3 separate regions of the Mus musculus genome follow, and regions 1 and 2 are each linked to region 3. A link is a contact called in public Hi-C and capture Hi-C data. All regions are on one chromosome and are shown on one strand. The core of a region is the stretch at or near the end of the contact, and the rest is flanking DNA. Distances in the headings are between cores, read along the strand shown.

Region 1 (4,028 bases), core at 510-3,009, 590 kb before region 3:
TTTAAATCCAGGTCTACCTTTTCAGGTGTGTTAGGGTGCCCTGGACTGGGCGAAGTGGGCGTTCTGGGTTCTGATGATGGTGAGTGGTTCTGGTTTCTGTTAGTAGGATTCTTACGTTTACCTTTCGCCATCTGGCAATCTCTGGAGTTAGTTGTTATAGTTGTCTTTGTTTAGAGATTGTTCCTCTGTTGATTTTGTTACCCTCTATAAGCAGACGTGGGAGACTAGCTCTCTCCTCTGAGTTTCAGTGGTCAGAGCAGTCTCCGCAGGCAAGCTCTCCTCTTTCAGGGAAGGTGCACAGTTATCTGGTGTTTGGACCTCCTCCTGGCTGAAGATGAAGGCCCAAAACAGGATCTTTCCCAGAAGCTGTGTTGCTTTGGCCAGGAAGGTGGCCGGTTGTCTGGAGCCGAAGATGGCGCCGCCTCAGAAGCTCTGTGGCTCTCGCCTGTCCCAGAAATGGCTGGCCTCTGTATTCCACACCGTCACCCGTGCAGCCTGCCCTCCTCGGAGTCACGGAGCCAAGGAGGCTCCCGCCGGGGCCTGAGGCACAAACCTCTCGGGCCGGGCGGACCCCTGTGCTCTCACCAGGAAGGTGGCCAGTTGTCTGGAGCCGAAGATGGCGCCGCCTCAGAAGCTCTGTTGACCCAGCCATTTTCAGTGTTTCTTTTGTCACTATACCTTTAACATCTAGCACTAAGTGTAATAATGAAAGATCTGTTGGAAAGTTTGCTAAAATAATGCACACATGTAAGTCAGTGGCAAGGAAATTCACCGGTTATTTCATAGTGGAGATTTGGTTCTTCACAACATTTATGTTTGCTAATATTGTAGGTTTCCAAAACAAATGATTAAATTGGATCCGAGTAAGGGGCTCAACACTCAGAGTTCAATGATAAAACAGCATTGTTGAGGAAATCTGATTAAGTAGGACAGAATAGTAGAGCTACTTTGTCACACAAGTGTATCCATGCTTCCTTGAGTCACTTAGTCTAGCTTACAAACCTCAACTGACACTGGACTTTTACAGCCTGAATAGTAGAAACCACAATTATGATTGCTAATGAACAACATGTTTATTCCAGATAGGAGAAGTTAATACACTTCCATTTATGTATTCTACATTCCCATCCTCACTAACCAAATGAAGGATTGGGGAATGTATTGCTCTTCTGCTCTCATGAGCCACTGTGGACTGGAGAAGTCAAATCTTGTATCTAGTGGTAGGGGATTAGGCTGATCCATAAAAGGAGGCAATCAGGCAATCAGGAAGCCACACACTTAAGCTTTTTCTCTGTCCTCTTTATACTATGCTTATAGTTTCCTGGTTGTGTTGATACAATGAGCTTGTCTGACTGTGTGAACCACACTGAGAGTATGGATTTATGTCTTTAAGATGGTATTATACATTTGTAAGACTTCTCGATCTCCCTAGTTAAGTAAAACATTATTTTATCTTTCAAAGGGAATAGAACTGATTTATGAAACAGAGTTAAGTTCATCTCTTCGAGACTCTGAGTTTTTGTACCTTCCAAGTATCTTTCCCTTTCCAGTAAATCCTTCAGCCAGTGGTTCCATGAAAGTAACAGTGTTGAAGTTCTTGGACAGGTGATTCTGCATCACTATAAAGCCAACATACTCCTGTACATTAATAATCATTACCAACCAGTTGTTTCTGAGTCACCAGTCACAACAAAACCAAAGAGAGAAAGAATTTCCTCCCGTGCCTAAATCTGCAGGAAAAATCCTCAGGCAAGGGAGTTCAGGGGGCTGGATCTACTTCTAATCCTTCTGACTGTTTTATAGGTCATAGATTTAGCACTCATCTGCAGTCTGTTTTATTTTCTCCATCTTAATTCCCACGATACTGTTTAGTAAGGAAGATGTCAAGTATGTGCCTGTCTCCGTCAAAGGAATCAAGATTCTTTCAGAAAGGACCATATGTGCAGAAATATTCCAATGGAGTTGATTTCTCCTATCTGGAATAATCACGCTATTCATCAGCAATCCTAATTGTGCTTTCTGCTCCTCAGACGGTAAAAGTCCAGTGTCAGATGAGATTTGTAAGATAGATTACAGGCAAGCATACTTATTTATATGAGTGAGTTTGAAGTCACATCTTTTCCCAGTGAGAACTGATGTACAGATACTACAAAGTTCAGATGGGTTTTTAGTAGGGCCAATCGTGACCTGATGTAATGTGAAGTCAATCTTGAAAATTCACTGTGGTCTGCTTTTGCTTGTCCTGGAGGGGAGTCATTAGCCTGAGCTCACAGTATTGGAATTTAGTTTTAAGGCTGGGGCAAAGTTTCCCTGCCATAATTGCTTCCATCTGGCACACTAACACATGTGTTCCTACAATAAAAGTTTCTAAAACTCTCCAAACCCCACATGCCCCCTTTAGGCTGAGCTCTCTCAAGCTCTGCTGCTATCTCACCTGCATTCCGTCTGCTGGGAATCTGTCTTGCAGCTGGCTGCTGCTTTGTGGGCAGTGGTGGTTTGGTTGGGGGTGGTATTCAGTCTAAGACTCCAGTAGCAAATTGAATGCAGAACTTTGCCTGCAGCACTAAAGACTGTGGTCATGTGTTACGTCATGTGTGCTTCTCAGGCCTCAGCTCATTCCAATGTCTTTCCCTGTAATCCATTTTATTTATTTGTTTTAACTTCAACAAGTAATATACAAGTTTATTCTTATTGTGAAAATGCTTCTATTGGAACAGAAAAAAAAAAAAAAAGGCTTCCCTCGCAAGTGTTTCCCTTCCTCGACCTCACGTACGAAGTGAGACAGTTTCCAAGGAGTTGGAATTCATTCTCTTTAAAACAAGCTTATTTTAGACTTTTGTACATGAAGAGATTTCAAAGAACGATAAATTTCTACAAATGGAAAGTAATGCCATGAAATCATACTGAGTCAAAAACAAACAAATGAACAAGCAAAGCAACTAACAGAAATACCAAAAGAAAGAATATACTTCACGGGGAACACTAATTGGAGTTGAGGGTAATGGACTGATGAGTTCAGTATATACCTACACCTGAAACTATTTGAGGTGTATGAAGATTATAAAGTGTGGCAAGGCAGAGTGTATTAGTGTATCTATGAGTCAAACAAACAAACAAACAAACAAAAGCAAAAGCAAAACACACACACACACACAGACACACACAACTGACCTGACCTTGGTTATGGAGAAGAGCATCCCTCTGCAAAGCTGCAGTGATATGAAACTGATATGGCCTAAGAGCATCACTGAGCCTATGCAGGCTGAATGGTGGTGACCAGGACCAAGTTGGTGCTGAGGCTGCTACTGAGGGATAAAGAATGCTGATGCTATCACTCCATTTAGTTCCTAAAGTCGTACTTAGCATGAATCCTTAGCAGAATCTTTAGAAATTGTTTTTATTTTCAAGTTTGTCATGATGTATATATGCACACAAATATGCTATATACAAATCTGTATTTTCTTAATTTTTATTTGGTGAATACATTTCACATACTTCTCACATACTGCATGCTATGAATATGTCTGCATGCATGCATGTGACTCCCAGTGAGCATTAGCATTTTTACGGAAGGTGAAAAGTTCAAAGTCCAGAGTTGATCACTTATTCTGTAAGATTTATTTGAACCTTCTGGGTGCCTTTTCCAAGATGTACCACTCACTTGAAAATACACTACATTCCTTGGGAAACTGCTTTAGGTAGTCAGGGAAGACTCAAAGAGAAAGAGCGAGGTCATGCAGCTGTCAGGGCTCAGAAGAGAATGATCTGCCCCAGAGACCCAGAGTCCCATCCTGAAGAGGGTCAAAGAGGCCATCCAATTCATGTCCTGGACATCAATCCTCGCCCTTGACAGGGTGACTCCTAAACCATAGAAGACATGTGACAGTCAGGTCCTCACTAAATGTCTCAAGGCACACATTCTCCCTCTGAATCCTGTTTTGATTCCAGTAGACCTGCTAGAAAGTTCTTGCAGACATATCCCCTACTACCTAATTCACATCAATTCAGAGTGAGTGATCACATTTAAC
Region 2 (4,389 bases), core at 938-3,437, 700 kb before region 3:
TTATAACATTCACCAAATATTCTAATTATATTATTAACACCACACAGTTGAAATCCAATCCCTTCTCCACAATTGCAGCACCTATTTCAAATCTAATTGGATTCATGTACCAAGCATTTCCTGTATGTTGTCATTGATCACTCAACAGCACTGTGGGTCTCTTTTCCCTTCTTTGTGACATGCTCCATCCTTTATAAAGGGCAATAGATTACACAGACAATGAAATTCTGAGTTTAGTGTGATTAATGCATTAGGAAGGCAGGATTGTCATCCACATTGGACTGGTTTCTATGGGGGTCAATAAAAATCAGATTATATTAGCCCTTATGGCAGACTTTTCAGAGTTGACTCGTAATAAACTTGAAGCCAATTAAGACCTGTTTATTTTACTCATAGCAGAGTTCTGTCACATTCCCTCTCTTGTGTATTATTAGAGTTGTTTGTTCGATATCCTATTGACTCTCAACTCTTTGGTATAACTGGGGTCTCATAAGATACAATTACTCTGTATCTAGAAATAAAGAGTGATTTGTGTCAGTTATGCCTGTCCAGGCTAGCCCACCATAACTGTAGAAGACATTTGTACTTGCAACCAAGGGAATTCAGTTTGACCTCTCCATTGCTTGCTGCATTATAGATCATCTCCCTTATTTTCATTTTATTCCAATATATAGAGCAGAGAAGCAAAAGGCAGACCTTTTGTTCCAGCCTGGACAGACACTGGAATTTTAGTGTTGGTGAATCTCAAGGATATGCAAAGGTCATGGTGAAACCATGACTCCCCAAGTGTCACTGGGAAATGTTTTCTATTATTTACTATCTTTATTTTTTCCTTGCCACATTTTCATATATAATTTTCTTTAAATAATAAAATCCAGGATTGTGCCCTGATTCTCATTACTATCATATTATATTTAGGTCATTGTTATCATAGCTGATCTGTTGGGGGTCTTTGTTCTGTCATTTAACATAGGTGTTATATCACCTAGATCTTCATCTTTTGACAGTCAGTCTGTTATCAATTAGAAACCATGGTAATGTATGTGATACTTGGAAAGATACTCAAAGTTAGTTTGTGTTTCAGGCTGTGAGGCTCCCACTTGTTTGATGACTTCAGAAAGAATAATACATTTCCTACTACGACGAGTCCAGCTCTTCCCATTCATAGCCAGGAAGCTTAACATGTCTAGGAAATGGAAACATCTAGTTTTATGTCTTGTAAGCCACTCAAGGAATTTCATATCAATTTAGGTTGGTATAAACAATTCTCAGGGCTATGGATGATCTATCACCAGCGAACTAAAACATGTCTTAGTCCTATGTAGGAGGTTTAAGAAGACACTCTTTATCTCACTTGCCAAAGTTGTTTCCTTATGAGCTTCAAATGTCAAAAGGGGGGATTACAAATTACCTTAAAGATGGAAGGCCTTCATGCGTAACATTTTATTATGTTGATTTTATGAATGTAAGTAAGAAGTACAGTATCAGCATAAATCTTCATCCTGAGAAACAGAATCAAAAATAATGGTATTTTAAAAGGACACAAAAGATTCAAAGGATTGATTCAGATTCTTTCAGCTATGGCGGAGGAGCTACTGAACCCAAAAAGACTTATATATCCCCTGATTGCTAATCTTCCAAGCATTGATTTATAGGATTCTTTCTGCCAGCTGTTTAGAGGTTACCGAAAACACATCAGGCTTTGCTGGTGACCCCAAGTGCTTTAATTCCTATGCGTGCATATTTTAACATTATTACAGAAAGGTTTCATTTGCAATTTCCAGGCTGAGTAGCAAGCCGTCCGTTTCTAAGAGGTCAGTGCTTTCACCATGCCTCCTAGTGATGGAATTATAGTTTAAACAGCTGGAGCTCACTCCCAGGAGGGACACTGGGGTCTGGTTCCTTAACGGCAGAATAAATCCATCAGACATATTTCATGTGTCTGATAACATTAATAGATACCAGGGCTGTTTAAATATTTAATGAACTCACTCAGAGGCTGTTTACCAAAGCGGGGAGGCTATCAGAAGGGATGATCACATCTTTTTGATCTACAGTGATAACAAGAAAACTGAGATCTCAGCCAATAGTTTGTCTTCCTGGCTGCAAACCCCACCACAGGAACCTGTTTGCTACATGACATGTTTCCTTTCCATAGTGTGCAAGGGAGTGCTTTCAGTTTTTGCAGTTGCAATGCTAATCACTTCCATGTGGCTCACTCCTTAATAGAGATGCCAGGAGTCATAGCACAGTTCTCAGTTGGGATGAAGAAAACAGAAGAGGGAAGGCAGTCAGAGACACTCAGAGCAAAGAAATGGTGTGCAGGGCACAAAGCCCGAAAGCACGTGGGTGTGTTAATGAGTGGGCACTGATTAGGAAAAACAAGAGGCAGAAGAAAGCAAGTCACGTTGGCTACTTTTGTGAATAGCCTTCCAGCAGACAGCTTGATAGTGTCTGTTCTTGTTGGAAATAGATAATGCACATTAACAAAACAAAACAAAAAAAACAAAAAAAAATCACCATCTAGTGTTTGGCATACATTTATTTTCATGTGAGGGCAGTTCTGTTTAGATTTGCTACGAAAATCAAATTTGACTAAAAGCAGATTGGTCAGGCTGAATAACAGGTTATTCTTGGTTTCAGATACAAGTTTGATCATGTAAAAATGCGAAATTATAGGGACATAGTCTGTTGCTATCAACAAACATCCCTGTTGGAAATAATCATTGAAACAAGTTTTCTTACTTTTTTACTTTACTTACTTACGTATTTACGTACTTACCTTTTATGTATTTATTACTCAAGTGCATGCCTACATGTTTGTGGGTGCATGCAACCGAGACAACTCGCAGGAACTCATGCTCTTCTTTTACCATGGGAGTTCTGGGGCCTGCATTCAGCTCACTATTGAGCTCCTATCAGGTTTGGTGGAAATGACCATCTTACTGAGCCACCTCAAGGCTCCAGTGCACTCTGTTTAGAGCATTTTTCTCAATTATATTTATTATTATGTTAATCCTGTTCTCTTTATGGGATTAAGGTGTGCTCAAGTCTGGTGAAGAGTCCTTTGGTCTGGGCTAAGTCCTGGTATACTCAATCTAGATTGACTAGAATGAGTTAAGGGAGCTGTCTAGACCAGGTGGAAAATGTCCAGCCATTTGACGATTTAACTCTAAATCTGAGTGCAGATAACAAACAATGAAGCAGTCCAATGTTCTTTGGGGACTAGAGAGTATCTTGGCTTAATTAAAAATGGATACATTTTTGAACATCTCAAATGAATGCCATTAGCATTATTTAGACTCGGTTTTCCCTCAATTCTGTTCTGCTATAGGTTTGTAATATGTTCTAAGAGCATAAGGAAGCAGATGGTGAATTTCCTGAGTGCACAGTGCCGCTCTACTTTTTGAAGGGCTGTCATTCTCAGAAACGAGAGGCTTACACTAGCCTATACCTTTCCAAACAAATCATTTTCAAGTATATAAATAGCATAATTAATCACAATGGAAATATAAAATGTTTAATCAGGAGCAGATGGACTGAAACAAAGAACTCTTATGCATGAGGCTGTTGAAAATGTTCAACATTACATCATTTTGATGTGTTTGTAGAAATAGATTTGGGGCGACTGTTTTATTTAGATGTAGCTGTTAATATTTTAATGTATATGCAAAAGAGATCCATCCTCTGCTGTTCTAGGAGAGCGCTTGAGTCACCACTGCAGGGCATTAGGGAAACAATGAGTAAAATACACACTCACCACAGAACAGAGTAACTTCTGCAAACTCTGCCTTTTGGAGTCCTCAAGGGTAGAATTGGTTTCCATTCATGGAAAGAAGCAACATGGAAAAGAAACTATCTAGGAAGATGTAGCTGGTCTACAACAGTCAAAGGTTTTGGATGCTGCTTACCATTTAAATCTTTTAAATGAGTGCACCTTAAAAAAGAGAAAAATCCTGACAGTAGAGGAATAGGGGCCTCCTTTTGGAAATTTGGTCTAGTTTGGACTCAATTCTGCGGCAATAAAAGCTGAAACTAGTTTCCAGATGGAATAAATTGGTTCCAGCGTTTCTAAAATGTTGGCCAGCATATTGCACAGCTGAAGTTGATCCTTTCTCAGAACTGTTACTGAAAGAGGCAGGGATTGGGGCTAGAAAGGCTTGGTGAATAAGCTTCCCTGAGAGGTCTCCGAGCTAGGAGGCATAGACTAGGGGATGTTCGCTTAAATTTGGCGTTTCTCTGACACGGAGAGAGCAGCTGCTATGACCATGTCTCTGAGTCTTTTCGAGCTTCACCTGTGTCCTCTTGGGAAGGTGTTTCTCCTTGGCTACGGAAAGTCCGAAGTTATAGATCTGTCTACCCACCCTGCATTTGAACTTGTTTGGAGTC
Region 3 (4,152 bases), core at 1,317-3,816:
GAACTTCCAAGAGAGGCAACAAACAGCAATGGTGCTGATGGAGGCTCAGCAAATGAGGCACCATACTCCTGCACAACAAAATGGACATCTCATTTATCCAGTCAGGATACTTGACTTAGCAAGGACTTAGTACAATTGAAACCAAAGGGCACTGAAGGGCCATAAGGTTTTTGTTCAGTTTACAAAATTGTGTGTGTGTGTCTGTCTGTCTGTCTGTCTGTCTCTGTCTGTGTTTTTATTTGTGTCCACACAAGTAGAGATGAGAGGCAAACATCAAGTGTCCTCCTGAATCACCCTTCCCCACCTTATTTTTTATGACAGAGTCTCTCACTGAACATTGATCTCACTGACTGAGCTAAACTGGAATCCCAGGGTTCTAACTGTATCTTTCCCCAGGATGAAAGTTACAGTTTACCACAGAGGGCTTTTGAAATGGGTGGTAGATGTCTTGACTCGGTCTAATGCTGGGATAGAAAGAACTTGCCTGACACAAGCCCCATCTCCAGACCCCTGATTTCCAAAAGTTCTAGGATGTCATGCTTTCTGATGAAATTCTCTAACATCCTTCATGGCCATGGGGGGGGGGGGGAGCAAAACCAACAAAAATGAATTGAAAGCCAATTACTTGAAGAGAAATATATAGAAATCTTTATTGATTGTCAGTGCAGATGACTCAATCCCAGGCTTATTAATCTCATTATTCCTATGAGACCCAACGTTCGCATAAACAGCTCTTTACCCTGTTTACATGCAAATGCTTAGTAAAATGTAAATATATTTGTTCATTTCTTCATTTTGTCTAGTTTCTAAGAAGTGGCTTTCAAAACAGTTATTACATACAGAGTGTTATAGATAGATCCAAACTACTATTGAAAATAACTGACTAAATGCATTATATGGGTTTAGTTTTGATGTTGTTTTGTTTTTTTCTTAGCAAGAGCTGGGCTACTTACCTGTGAACCATGTAATGAAGGGTATCATTTTTCAAAAAGAAATATAACTCTGACTATAGCTATATCTACTTTAAGAGAAATTTTAAGTAGCTTAGCATTTTCATATAGTAATTAATGTGGCTTGTTAAGCCTTAAATGTATTATTCATGGGAGCAAAGAAAAGAATGCAAATTTAACAGCATACCATTACTCATTATATGGAATCATATAATTCATACTTTATATGAACTCACATAAACTCATGATGTAATACATATTTAATTTCTTTATTCAGGTAAGAGTGAGGCTAAACTTACTCAGTTATACAACCATTTTTGATCAAAAAAGAACTTCATGAAAATGATTCCTACTCCTACAAGTAATAGAAATGATCACTATAATATAATTTCTAAATAATGGAATTCCAGACTTAGCAGAACACTTGCTTATAAAATGGTCTGTTCTATGGTATCAATGTTTCTGTCATCTTCAAATTCATAGTTTGGAACTTAGGGACTTCTGCAATGATGTTAGAGGAGTTCTTTCAGTATGACAAGGTCATTGGGATGGAGTTCTTGTGAAGGATATCACACCCTTGTAAAAGAAGGCTGGGGGAGCTTGTCAGCCCTTCTAAGCTTCCTGTATGTGTGGTTGCAACAAGAGGCATCATTGAGGAAACAATGTAAAAGTTCTTCCTAGACTTTCAGTCTACTGCTATTCTCATCTTAGACTCATTTCCTACTCTCAAGAATGCTCACATGTTTTTCTAGTACCTTAAGATACCGAAAACGGACTCATACACACAAGCTTCTAAAACACATGATCCACACATTGATCCACAAATTATAAACATCAATTTTCTACTTTGTTCTTAGTGTAACCCACAAATCCTTTAACCACAAGTTGATTCCAAGTACTATTGTTCTGTTGCTACATGTGTATGGTTATCTATATTTAAAGATATAATTATGTGTCAGTAGCAACTATAGTCTCTTTGGTTCTGATTCTAAAATCACTGACAAGAATTTTATTAGCTGTACAGCACAGAAGTACAAATATGACTCCTGAAGTTATCAGATGTGTAAATAATATACACATTTAAGGACTGAAGAGTATCATTACCAGCTAGAGAGACCACGGCACTTGCACAAAAGCAAACACGTTGATCAATAGGATAGTGGACTCAGATATAAGTCCACAGAACTACAGCCTTCATATTTTTGACAACAATGCCCAAAAAACAAATATTTATAGTTAAAGAAAGGTATGCTATTTTTTTTAAAACAAGACTGATGGCTTTCAATTACTGTCACACTAGAACATGGGTGGTAGTTATGCAGGTGGAAAGAAATTATATACTTTTGGTAACATAGAAATTAAATGACATACTGATTATTTAAATGCTGTTTTGTTTTGTTTGTTTTGTTTTTTTAAACTGCTTAAAAGTTATTACAGTAGTCACAAGTCAGCACAGACCTTTGCAAGCCTTGCCAGTGATGACTGGATGAATTAGTGTGAGAGAACACTTTATTGTAATGAAGAATTTCTTTTGTCTGATTAGGAAAGCAGATACTGTGAGCTTCTGAAAGAAGAATTCTTTCTAAACAGATGGAATTCATTTAAATAAGAACGGCAAGCACTGCGCAGACAGAAGAGCAATGGCTCCTGATATTATCATATGAAAGTACTGTCTAGGTCATGTGACTAACAGTCCGGCATGTTAGAGCCAAGCAAACCAGCTCTGGTGGCCCACATTTTAAAGAGCCATTGCTGATCATTTCACACTGGCCAGGTGTGGAATTCTGAAACCTTCCTAATTTTATGCATGTATTATTAGACCATTGCCAGGATTGTAGTTATCGCCTTACTTCATATAGTGCCTCTTTTGGCAAACTTTAAGTAACCACATTGATGTTAATCTCCACAGTTTGAGAAAGCAGATGCAGCACATGTGTGTGAAATGAGCTCCATGTGTTCAACTTTTCAACGCAACCTCTTTTCTTTAACCAGAATTATCATTAATAGTATAAGTAGCCCCACATCCTGTGTGTGTGTGTGTGTGTGTGTGTGTGTGTAATAGGAATGATTTAAGATAGCTGAAAAGAAGTTCATTTTAGCTTTTTTTTGGGGGGGGGGACAGTTATAATTAATGCATAATAAGACTAGACTGGGAAACTGAAAATTCCATTCTGAATTGAGGCAGATTTTCTCTGCAACTCTGCTGCCTCTCCATTGCCTGTCCTTCCTTCCTTTCTCTTTCTTTCTTTCTTTCTTCCTTCCTTCCTTCCTTCCTTCCTTCCTTCCTTCCTTCCTTTCTTTCTTTCTTTCTTTCTTTCTTTCTTTCTTTCTCTCTCTCTCTCTCTCTCTCTCTCTCTCTCTTTCCTTTATAGTAACATTTAGAGTTATGACGATATCCCATAATCTCCAAGTAAATACATCTGTTATCCAAAAGTCCAAATGGTCTGAAGTACATTTTTTTGGTTCCAATTTGAAAATCTGTGCCAGGAGACACTGATTAGCTGAGCTTAGATCAGGTGCCCATTCTTGGTACAAGATTATCACAGGCATGACTTCTGAGGCTTCAGGTATATAAATAAGAGACATATTTATGGGTTGAAGAGGGTCGTTACCAGCTGGACCGTTGAGATCATTGAAATAAAACAGAAGACCAAGTAAAATATATGTATTATAGCCACCTAATTTTTGACAACAATGCCACAATATATTTTGGGAAAAGCCCCTTCAAGAACTGGTGATGGGAAAATTGAGAATCTACATGATGCATAATAAAACTAGATCCTTCCCATTTAGCCTACACAAAAATAAACACCAAATGGGTTGATATGAAGCCTGGAACTATGAAAATGCTTGAGGACATTTTGAAGAAGTGCCTCTTGAGACACATGCATCTTCAAAGCCTTCTTGACTGAAACCTAGCTGTTCAGGAAATAAGGTCAACAGCTGACAGATATGACATTGTGAAATAAAACACTGATTACAGCACAGGAAACTTCATGCAGTGAAGGGGAAGTCAACACAGTGGGTGAAAGATCTTGACCAACTGTATCTTAGAGTTTTACTCCTGTGAACAGACACCAAGACCAAGGCAACTCTTTCAAGGACAGCATTTAATTGGGGCTGGCTTACAGGATCAGAGATTCAGTCCATTATCATCAAGGTGGGAGCATGGCAGCATCTACACAGGCATGGCATAGGAGGA

What was found. A called contact is a pair of places that touch in the nucleus more often than the background predicts. Capture Hi-C pulls out chosen DNA fragments and counts their contacts.
Region 1: a capture Hi-C map of embryonic stem cells shows a contact between it and region 3, with 4 times the contacts expected there. The contact joins two enhancer-like sites. A contact is called at or near these places in 2 of 484 Hi-C or Micro-C datasets (cranial neural crest and uterus) and 1 of 9 other capture datasets (embryonic stem cells).
Region 2: a Hi-C map of cranial neural crest shows a contact between it and region 3, with 4 times the contacts expected there. The contact joins two enhancer-like sites. A contact is called at or near these places in 2 of 484 Hi-C or Micro-C datasets (cranial neural crest and uterus) and 1 of 115 datasets of contacts at active chromatin or transcription factors (embryonic stem cells).

The regions. Positions count from the first base shown.
Region 1 is chr4:13,363,307-13,367,334 of GRCm38.p6, reverse strand. No RefSeq gene overlaps it. Among named protein-coding and RNA genes, the nearest start is that of Gm46880, 83 kb to the right of the region's middle. Within about 2 kb of position 1,759, at least 54 of the 459 cell types and tissues checked have an H3K27ac peak or open chromatin away from gene starts, as enhancers often do.
Region 2 is chr4:13,467,094-13,471,482 of GRCm38.p6, reverse strand. No RefSeq gene overlaps it. Among named protein-coding and RNA genes, the nearest start is that of Gm46881, 50 kb to the left of the region's middle. Within about 2 kb of position 2,187, at least 17 of the 459 cell types and tissues checked have an H3K27ac peak or open chromatin away from gene starts, as enhancers often do.
Region 3 is chr4:12,769,060-12,773,211 of GRCm38.p6, reverse strand. No RefSeq gene overlaps it. Among named protein-coding and RNA genes, the nearest start is that of Triqk, 140 kb to the left of the region's middle. Within about 2 kb of position 2,566, at least 13 of the 459 cell types and tissues checked have an H3K27ac peak or open chromatin away from gene starts, as enhancers often do.